Regions from separate parts of the Mus musculus genome. Here regions 2 and 3 are each linked to region 1. The links are chromatin contacts, called in public promoter capture Hi-C maps. All regions are on one chromosome and are shown on one strand. Each heading gives the region's core, a stretch centred on a gene start, on an enhancer-like site or on the middle of the called end of the contact. The rest is flanking DNA. Distances are from core to core; before and after follow the strand shown. Region 1 holds the start of Gpr18 (G protein-coupled receptor 18). Region 2 holds the start of 2610035F20Rik (RIKEN cDNA 2610035F20 gene). Region 3 overlaps Pcca (propionyl-Coenzyme A carboxylase, alpha polypeptide).

Evidence for each region. Promoter capture Hi-C pulls out the DNA fragments that hold promoters and counts their contacts.
Region 2: a promoter capture Hi-C map of pre-B cells shows a contact between it and region 1, with 2.7 times the contacts expected there. The contact joins the promoter of 2610035F20Rik here to the promoter of Gpr18 in region 1. A contact is called at or near these places in 2 of 39 promoter capture datasets (liver and pre-B cells) and 1 of 115 datasets of contacts at active chromatin or transcription factors (effector CD8 T cells).
Region 3: a contact with region 1 is called in a promoter capture Hi-C map of pre-B cells, with 2.7 times the contacts expected there. The contact joins the enhancer-like site here to the promoter of Gpr18 in region 1. A contact is called at or near these places in 4 of 39 promoter capture datasets (the C10 cell line, hippocampal neurons, pre-B cells and 1 more) and 1 of 484 Hi-C or Micro-C datasets (the G1E-ER4 cell line).

Annotation. Positions count from the first base shown.
Region 1 is chr14:121,914,368-121,917,339 of GRCm38.p6, reverse strand. It overlaps Gpr18 (G protein-coupled receptor 18), which reads left to right and starts at 1,452. Exons shown (of 2, transcript NM_182806.2): 1 at 1,452-1,663. The region is part of intron 4 of Ubac2 (ubiquitin associated domain containing 2); the gene reads right to left. Gm46485 (a long non-coding RNA gene) reads right to left here. Exons shown (of 2, transcript XR_001781471.2): 1 at 323-2,972; 2 at 1-225.
Region 2 is chr14:122,473,840-122,476,817 of GRCm38.p6, reverse strand. 2610035F20Rik (RIKEN cDNA 2610035F20 gene) reads left to right here and starts at 1,619. Exons shown (of 5, transcript NR_045046.1): 1 at 1,619-1,915; 2 at 2,216-2,370. It overlaps Zic2 (zinc finger protein of the cerebellum 2), which reads right to left and starts at 1,434. Exons shown (of 3, transcript NM_009574.3): 1 at 71-1,434. The coding sequence starts at 1,142.
Region 3 is chr14:122,637,103-122,639,808 of GRCm38.p6, reverse strand. Pcca (propionyl-Coenzyme A carboxylase, alpha polypeptide) reads right to left here. Exons shown (of 24, transcript NM_144844.2): 8 at 1,392-1,428. Among named protein-coding and RNA genes, the nearest start is that of Gm46487, 8.0 kb to the right of the region's middle. Within about 2 kb of position 1,443, at least 18 of the 459 cell types and tissues checked have an H3K27ac peak or open chromatin away from gene starts, as enhancers often do. A contact at or near this core is called in pre-B cells, where this site is marked.

The DNA of each region.
Region 1 (2,972 bases), core at 203-2,702:
GTTCTGCCAAGCTTTTGGGAGGTTCCAAATCTGCCCTGGGCACCTTGCACTAAGAAATGCAAGTTCTCAACTAAGAATGCTACATACGGGGAAGACTCAAGTCTTAATGAGAAGACACCCCAGGCTCCTCATCTGTTGACTGTAGCAGCACAATCAGTACTTCCTGTCAGAAACCTTCTCACAGAACACACTGGGTCCCAGTCAAGAGGTATCCATGTGGCTGACCTGTGTAGCATATGAAAAAACATAACTTCATATAAAACAATTATGATGTAACTTGGCAATGCCAAAGCATGTCTAGAGAAGGTTTCAAGGCAATCACCTCTCACCCACACAGGAACTGCTGCAGTGGTCTCCAGTGGCTCTATAGCACATTATTCTGGAAGGCTCCCACGGCACCCAGTGGTTTGTTAGCACAGCTAACGTCAGTACCTTTTGTAGAATGAAAGTTTAGCACTTCTGGGAAAAGAAGCAAGGTTCTCAAACTACCTCAAGTTCACGCTGTGGCAGCTGTGGTGGCTGACAGCTGGAGTCCAGCTCTCAGGAGGCAGAGACAGGAAGACCAGGGTAAGTTCAAAGCCAACCTGGTCAACACAGCTCCAAAGCAGCCAGTAAGGCCCCGTCTCAAAACAGGACAGACAAGATGACAGGAGCCAGTTTAAATCGCTCACACTATAGACACAGAAGCAGCTAAGCTTAGGCACCATTTAAAGGCTGGCAAATAATGTGTAGCCAATGTAGAGATACTTAGAACTGGACAAGGGCTGGGCTACTTTAAAGAGAAAGTTAAACTCAGAGTAGCTAGACAGCGATGCTCTGGGCTGCCCAATCCTCCCTTCTGTGGGTTTCACTTCCCTTCTCAGCTGAGAACACTGCTACATATAAATTCTTCCAGCTACATGTAAATTCCCCAGTCCTTCCCATGGTTTACATGGATGTTCATGCAAGAAAAAAATTACTGCAAGTCTTCCCTGAGATAGAAAATGGACAAAGTGTAGGAAGTACCTACAGGATCCAGGAACAGATCTGCAGGGCAGGGCAGGGCAGAGCAGAGCAGAGCAGGGCCATGGAGAAGATGACAGGTGACCGAGGTGGCAGGGTGGCAGTTGCTCTCTTTCAGGCAGGACTTTTCTGGAGAGGAGTTCTCAATCCTATCACATGAGTGCTATGCATTTCAACTGGATAGGAACTACACAGGAACAACAAAAGGCTAGACAAAGTCGAGGAGCTTAGAAAGCAGCTAGGCTTTGAACCTTGCTTTGCCCAGTGTCAAATCTCCTGCCTGTAAGTGACACAAACTTCAAACATCAAAACAAGCAGTTAATTCAAGAATATCTGCCTTTCTTCAAGATATGCCATTGTTTCAAGAGCAGCCCGAGATGAGCAGGACTTCATAAACAAATCACTTGTGAAAGAGAAAACCACATCCAGGGTAAAGTCCCACGCTGAGTGTCTCATTTCAGAGCGTTTCCTGAAAACGGCAGAGCAGTGCTCAGAGCTCAGCAGACCAACCCCACTATCGGTACTACATCTCAACAACCCTCCAACAAGACACAGCACAGAGACACCACCTACCTAACACAGGCGACTCTGAGCACTCTCTCTCTGGGACTGGGCAGAGCGGCAAACGGTCACCTCTCAGACAGCCTTTGACAGACAGGAGGTAAGCTGCATTCAATTAATTTCATGGCAAACCATTATCAGAAGTAATGTTGTGTTTACTAAACTCAAAACTTCTGTTCCATCAGATGAAGACCTTGAAACAACTGGTTATTCTTTTCCCAGGATTCAGCGCTCATTTTCAATATTTTTTATTAATAGTTAAGTGTAGAGTTTTAAATGTTTTTATTTTATTTTTGAGATTCCAATATAATTACATCATTTCTTCCCTCTCCTCCCTCCAAACCCTCCCACGTGACCCTCCTTAACCGCTTACAAATTCATGGCCTCCTTCTCTTAATTGTTGTTACACACACACACACACACACACACACACACACCTAAATACATATAACCTGCTTTTCTGTGTAGTGTTACTCACACGTGTTTTCAGAGCTGACCGTTTAGTACTGGATAACCAGTTGGTGGGCTCTTCCTGAGGGAGGCCTATTGCTCCCACTTTTAGCACAGAAGCTGCTAGTAGTTCTTGGTGTAGGACTGAGGCCTCGCTCTCATTCCCCTGTCATTTAACACATTATGTTGATGACATAGTACATCATAACATAATTCAATGTCTTTGTCATATAGTTTCAATTACTGTTTCATGAAATTACTTGGCTTCAATTTAAAAAAAAATAAAAACAAAAAACACAAAACCTACAGATAGTCATGGTACTTAAGTTTTCAAAAGTTAACCTGAAAGACAATCGGTTTTCAACACTCGCTCAAAATCGTGCAGAACATAGTCCGGATGGTAATACAGAGACACAAGCATCGAGCATCGCACTGAGCACAGTGAAAACTGGGGCAGGTGGACTACAGAAAAGCAGCCAGGGAAGGACAGCCTGTAGATACAGGTGTTTTCATGACAACACCAGGGAGAATGGTGATAGAGGAAAGACCAGGACTTCATTATACCTCAGAGGCTTCTTTAAAGACCACAGTGTTTAAGCCTCTAAGTCTCCTTTGCTTAATACTAAAGATTTAACCTTACTATGCAGTAATTTTCTTATTTGCGTAGAAACTAGTATTCTAGTTATATACATTTTGGGGGTGCTATGTAGAGCAAACTAGTTTCAAACAGAGATTCCCCCTCCCTCTGCCTCAGAAGTGCTAGAGTTAAAAGCATGTTGCTACCATTCTCAGCCTTATTTGGAAATTTTAATACAGGTTTTTAGATATATAGGATTTTATTCCAAAATCACATTTAAGCCAATTATGTGGCAAACAACAATGGGACCAAAGGAGAAAGCACACAGTACCTGGTCCTGTCTACCCAACTGTTCAAACTAACTCTCATCAGCCAGCCACAG
Region 2 (2,978 bases), core at 370-2,869, 560 kb before region 1:
CACACACACGCTCAGTCTGTGCATTTATTTCTCCTCGAGGTGCCTCTTCCCACTGCTGACCCACGATTACCTGTATGAGTTCTTTTGTGGATCTTGAGGTTCTCGGAGCGTGCGAAGACCTTGCCACAGCCCGGGAAAGGACAGGGGAAGGGCTTCTCGCCAGTGTGCACGCGGATGTGGTTGACCAGTTTGTATTTGGCCTTAAAGGGTTTGCCCTCGCGTGGACACTCCTCCCAGAAGCAGACGTGGTTGCTCTGTTCCGGGCCGCCGACGTGCTCCACAGAGACGTGGGTCACCAGCTCGTGCATGGTGCTGAAAGTTTTGTTGCAGCTTTTCTTGGGATTGCTTAGCTGCTCCGGGTCGATCCACTTGCAGATGAGCTCTTGCTTGATGCACTGCTGCCGCATGTAGCGGAAAAAGGCACCAGGGTGGTGGTGGTGATGGTGGTGGTGGGCTGCGGCCGCTGCCATGTTCATCCCCATGTTCATATTCATAGGGCCGTACTGGTTGTGGAGCTGCGCCGCCGAGTAGGGGTCGGTCCGCGGGCTGGCCACTTGGCGGTATTGCTCCGAGCGCCCGAACACCTCGCCCGGCAGCCCTAGGCGCATTTGCCCATTGAGCACGTTCTGCGAGGCGTGCGGCCCGTGCTGCTCCGGGAGGCCAGGGAAAAGAAGGTGGCCCTGCGCGTCCGAGTGCGCGTGGTGAAGGCCGCCGGCGCCGGGTCCGAAGAGCCCGTGCTGCCCGCCTCCCGGCGCCGAGTCCCCGAAGCCCCGGCTGCGGAACAGGAAGTCCCGGGTGGAATTAAAGGGAGGCCCCGAATAGGAGCCAACGTGTGCGGCGTGGGGCCCTAGAGCCGCGGCCGCAGCGGCTGCAGCAGCCGAACCCGGGTAAGCACCCGGACCTTGCGACGTGAACGCCGAACTCTGACCAGGAGACAGTTCGTGTGCCCCGGGGTTGAGCTTGAAGGCGCCCATGTGCGCCGCGGCCGAGTCCACGAAGCCGTTCTGAGCTGCCGCCAGGCTCAGCTCGCGGTCCTGCATCTCGGCCGCCGCAGCCGCCGCTGCCGCGGCCGAGTGGTGGTGGTGGCGCGCGAAGCTGCCCACCCCGATGGCCGGGAACTGCGGCCCCGCGTCCAGAAGCATGGCCAGCGCGCCCGGCCGCCCCGCCGGCGCCGGTGAACCCCGCCGCCTGGATTTCCTCTTCGGATCGGCGAGGCGCGTCCTCTGGACGCCCGGCTCCGTGAACCGGCGGTGGAAATACTGGCGACTGCAGTCTCGGGAGCCGGGCTGGTGCGCCCGCCGCCGCCGCCTGTATCTGCCTCAGGCGGCCGGGCACCGAGCGAAGGCGCGGAGAGGAAGAGGAGGCGGCGGCGGAGGAGGCGCGGGAGGAGGAGGTGGAGGAGGAGAAGAGTCCAAAGCCAGGCGGAGAACCAAAGTGTATTAAAGGAGCTGCGGCGGGGGCGGGCGGGCAGGGCAGGGGAGGGCGGGCGGGAGGAGGGAGCGGAGGGAGGTGTGGGGAGCGGAGGAGAGGGGGGCCGCCGGAGGGCGAGCTCAGCGCCGCGGCCCCCACCCCTGCGCGCCCCCGCGCGCGCACGCACGCACGCACTCACTCGCTAGCTGCCTTGTACTGCCGGCGGACCAGGAGCCTGGCTGAGATCAGCGGCATCCGCCGAATGAAGTCAACGCGGCTGCGGGGCCACAGTGCCCTAGGGCAGTGGCTGTGCGCACACAAGCTGGCAGGGAGCGGACAGCAACAAGCTCCGCCAGCCCCAGAGCCTGGCGCACCCGCCGCTCCACCTGATCTCCGCAGGGGCGCTGGGCAGCCGGGAGGAGGAGGCTAGGCGTCGAGTCCACGGCGCTCTCGGGTGGCCGCTCCCTCCCCCGAGGCCTTGCTCACGCCGCCCAGAGCGCTGCCGGTATTGTTCGGCTTCGCGGTTGCTGCGGGGGTTTAGCCCTCTTGGCCCTCCGAGCTTGGCATTGGCGACGCCCGGAGTAGTAAACTTGCAGCGGTCACGAATTCCCCTAGATGAAGGAAACGGGCGCGTCGTCCCCTCTTTCTTTAAGTTGGGCTGGAGGAGGAGGGAGGGGGAGGAGCAGGGGAGGGGGGGACTGTGGGAGGGGAGAAGGCGAGGAGGGGGAGGGGAGCAGGGTGAGGCTAGTCTGAAAAACAATAACAACAATAAAAAAGTGTTCTCTGGTTCTCCCCCTTCCTCCAGCCGATCTGTTCTGGGCGCTAGTCCGGGAATGAGTGCTCGCATCAGCGAGGACAGAGCGAAGTCCTCGGCACAAGCAAATGCTAGGAGGCCAACACGAGTTCTTCCTCTCTCGCGGCTGCAGTGGGCAGCCTTCGCCACCGCCTCTGTTTATTTCGGTGGGCGCTGAGGCCGCAGCAGCAGCCTTTTATTTTTTTATTTTTTGTCCCCTCCTTTTCCTCTCCCCTCCCCCGCGTACCCGCCGGGTCTCCCGCCCGGGTATCCCTCCCTCCTTATCCAAGGCTCGGCCTCCTGGTCACACCGCCCCTTTAACGGGGACTCCCGCCCATCCCGCCCTCCAGAAACCGCTATTGGCCATCACGGCCTCGTCAATCCTTCGCCCAGCCCGCCCCACCTTCCCTGAGCCCCGCTTGGGTTGTGCAGCTGCAGCAGCGGCCCAACGCACCCATAGACTGGGCCTGCCAGCATGCAGGGTTTCGTTCGCGCGTCTGGCTCTGTGGCTCCCGTCACCAGCCGGCTAATTCAAGAGTTCAGCTGCGAGCCTAACGCGGTGCCAGGTCTATGGGTCTTGTCCCCTTCCGCCCGATCCTGCTCCCGTATACTTTGTCAGAGGCCACCAACTCCCCAGAGATTGCATCCACTACCAAAGTACACCGAAAAATCCGGGAACTCTAGTCCAAAGCACCCTTAGCTATAGAGTCACCAAGCCCGAGACCCTGAGGGAGCGAAGAGACTTTTCCTGACAAGGACAGGTCTTTCCCAGTCT
Region 3 (2,706 bases), core at 194-2,693, 720 kb before region 1:
AAATATGACAATCATTTATTACAAAATATTCTCATAGATGACTTGGATAGGTGGTAATATCTAAGCTATGACTAAAAAGAGCCCAATTTGAGTTTAAAAGTGTATTAATAAAATTAAACCACTTTAGGACAGTCTTAGAAGCTGCTGAGTGCTTCATGGGGAATAAAAGGACCAATGATTTAACCCACAGACAGCAGCATTATATAACCTACCAAGTCTTACTGTGAAATTAGTACAATAGGGAAAAGCTTCTAAAGATGCTGGCAACGCTGAGGAAGTAATTAATACAGATGTTCTCGACAGATAAAATAGTATCTTATATGTACTGGCCTTATATCCAAGGCAGTTTTTCAAAACAAACAACAAAGAACACTTAATATGACTTAAATGACCAAAACCAAAATAATTTAGCCATACCCAACAGAAGCAGTACACAACAAGCCAATCACAGAAGAGCATGCTGAGGAAGCTGATAGCTCAAGAACACCAGACCAAAGAACTCTATGCTAGCTTGTCTCATTTACAAGAATATCTTAATGTCCATGATCACTTTGGAATATACAAACTTTGCCAAATCAAATGCTCTCCTATCATAGACAAAAATTCTGAGTAACAAACCACACTGAGAAAACAGGACTACTAAAATATTAGTATATGGCTTCCTGAAACAATGTAGCTAGCAGCACAGATTGTTTTAAGATGTTGCTGTAAGCCTGACAGAAAGTGTTGTCTGAGGCCCTTGCCTAGCCACAGCTTTCCATAGGTATACACATGTATTGATCTGACTCAAAATTATAGGTTTCAAAGCTTTGTTCTCTTTTCCTATTTTCTCCATTTAGACACTACAGAAGACAACTGTGTTCATGAGCAAGAGGAATATACTTGAAACTTCATATATATATATATATTCACTTGCTTAGCCTATCCAGCTCTCACCTCCCACTTTCTACTGCATCTTTCTTTCCTAGCAAAGCTATTAAGTTGATATTTTCCATTTTAGAAAAAGGTAAGAACTTGAACAAGCTTGTCAAGGGCACCTTCATTTGAATCCTGTGTGCTGTGTCCTTCACATTACAACAGACCACAGCCGAGTGCTCACACACAACTAAATACAAACTGTGTCCAATCCTCAAGACTCTTCAGACAATTATTCGTTTTAATTAGCTAGTGAGTTCATCTTATAAAAGAACCAAACTAAGATCAAGTGACTACAAGTCCTACTTTAATAAGAGAATATGGTAATTCAACTGATAAATTCTAGAGCCACAAGTAATAGAAACCAAAAACTATTAAAATATTATTTGCTCTATGGGAATTACTTATTACACGTTTGCTCAACCGTATCTGCTGAAAGACACAGAAACACTACCAAAGTTAATTTAAGGACTTACCAATTTCCCTTGCAATTCTGACAGCTTCATCTGCATCCTGTAAAGGCAGGAAATGAGACTCAACATTAATCCCATGAGACATTGCACAATGTCTTTAGGGCAGTCATATATTGCACTACTGTCTCCTCTGATTCATTTAATGTTCAATTTTACAACCTTCTAACCCTTTTCATTCAGAGAAATGTAAAATTAATACCATAAGTGGAATGTAAATTCTCCTTCGTCGTTATTATATTAAGAAACTCAAAGCAGTTTGAAATGAGCTGGCAGGAAACATGACCAGAATTGCCAATGATTCGGTGCAGTTGCTGGGATTTAATGGCAGATTTTAGATGTTTACAATCAATACTGAATTGTAAATCAGATCATTAAAGCTTGTCTGCAGCCCCCTTGTCTATTTACACACTGTGTTTTCCTAGATTCTGTCAGCAGGGGGAGTTGATTGTCTATTGTTTGGGAGGAGCTCTATCAATTTTCTAGAAATAAGTAAATTTCCAGTATCTGTAAGAATTAGCAATTGTTTAAAAAAAAAAGGAAAAAAAAGAAGAAAGAAAGGAAGGGAGGAAAGAAAAAGAAAAAAAAGAAGAAACCTTGTGATTTCCATTATATTTTCTTAACCAATTCTTCAGGTACATATTTTATCTTTACAGTTGTACTAGGCACATAAATTAAAGTTCAGTGAAACTCCGAAGAACAAGGTAAGGACTCCTCCCTGAGGTCCAAGACAGGCCTGCGTTACCGACTCACAAGTGCATCCGTCCCCGCCATTTGTCAGCAGTAACACTTAAAACCGCTTCAACAAACTGCCCCAGCCAAAGCCATTCACCTGATATACACTGTGCAAACTCTATGCACAAATTTTCGACATAATGACAAGAACTCTGAAGCCACTTTCTCAATTCAATTAATTTTTCTAATCCAGTGGCACTATATGCACCACCAGCAATGTTCTAGAACCACCAGTTGATAAATATGCAGGAATTTTTCCACAATTTCAAGGCATTCAAGGGAAGCCTGGCATTTTTAAAGCTCTTAAATTACTACATTTAAAATGAAGAGCAATCACAGTAGACTCCCCAATCCCCAAACTGGGACTAGGGGAAAATAACTGCTTCATTTATGTCCAGTTTTTAGAAAAAGAAAAGAAATTCTTCCTTAAAAGTCTTCAGTACCCAACAGCATCCCTGAATAAGGAGGCTGGAACGGGAAGTTGTCAGAAAAATTTAATTTCCTTTCATTAGCCAGTCTGCTCCACAAATAGGTGCTTGTTAAGTTCAAAGCAATCCTGAAAGCGACACCAGTTTTAAGTCTTTTT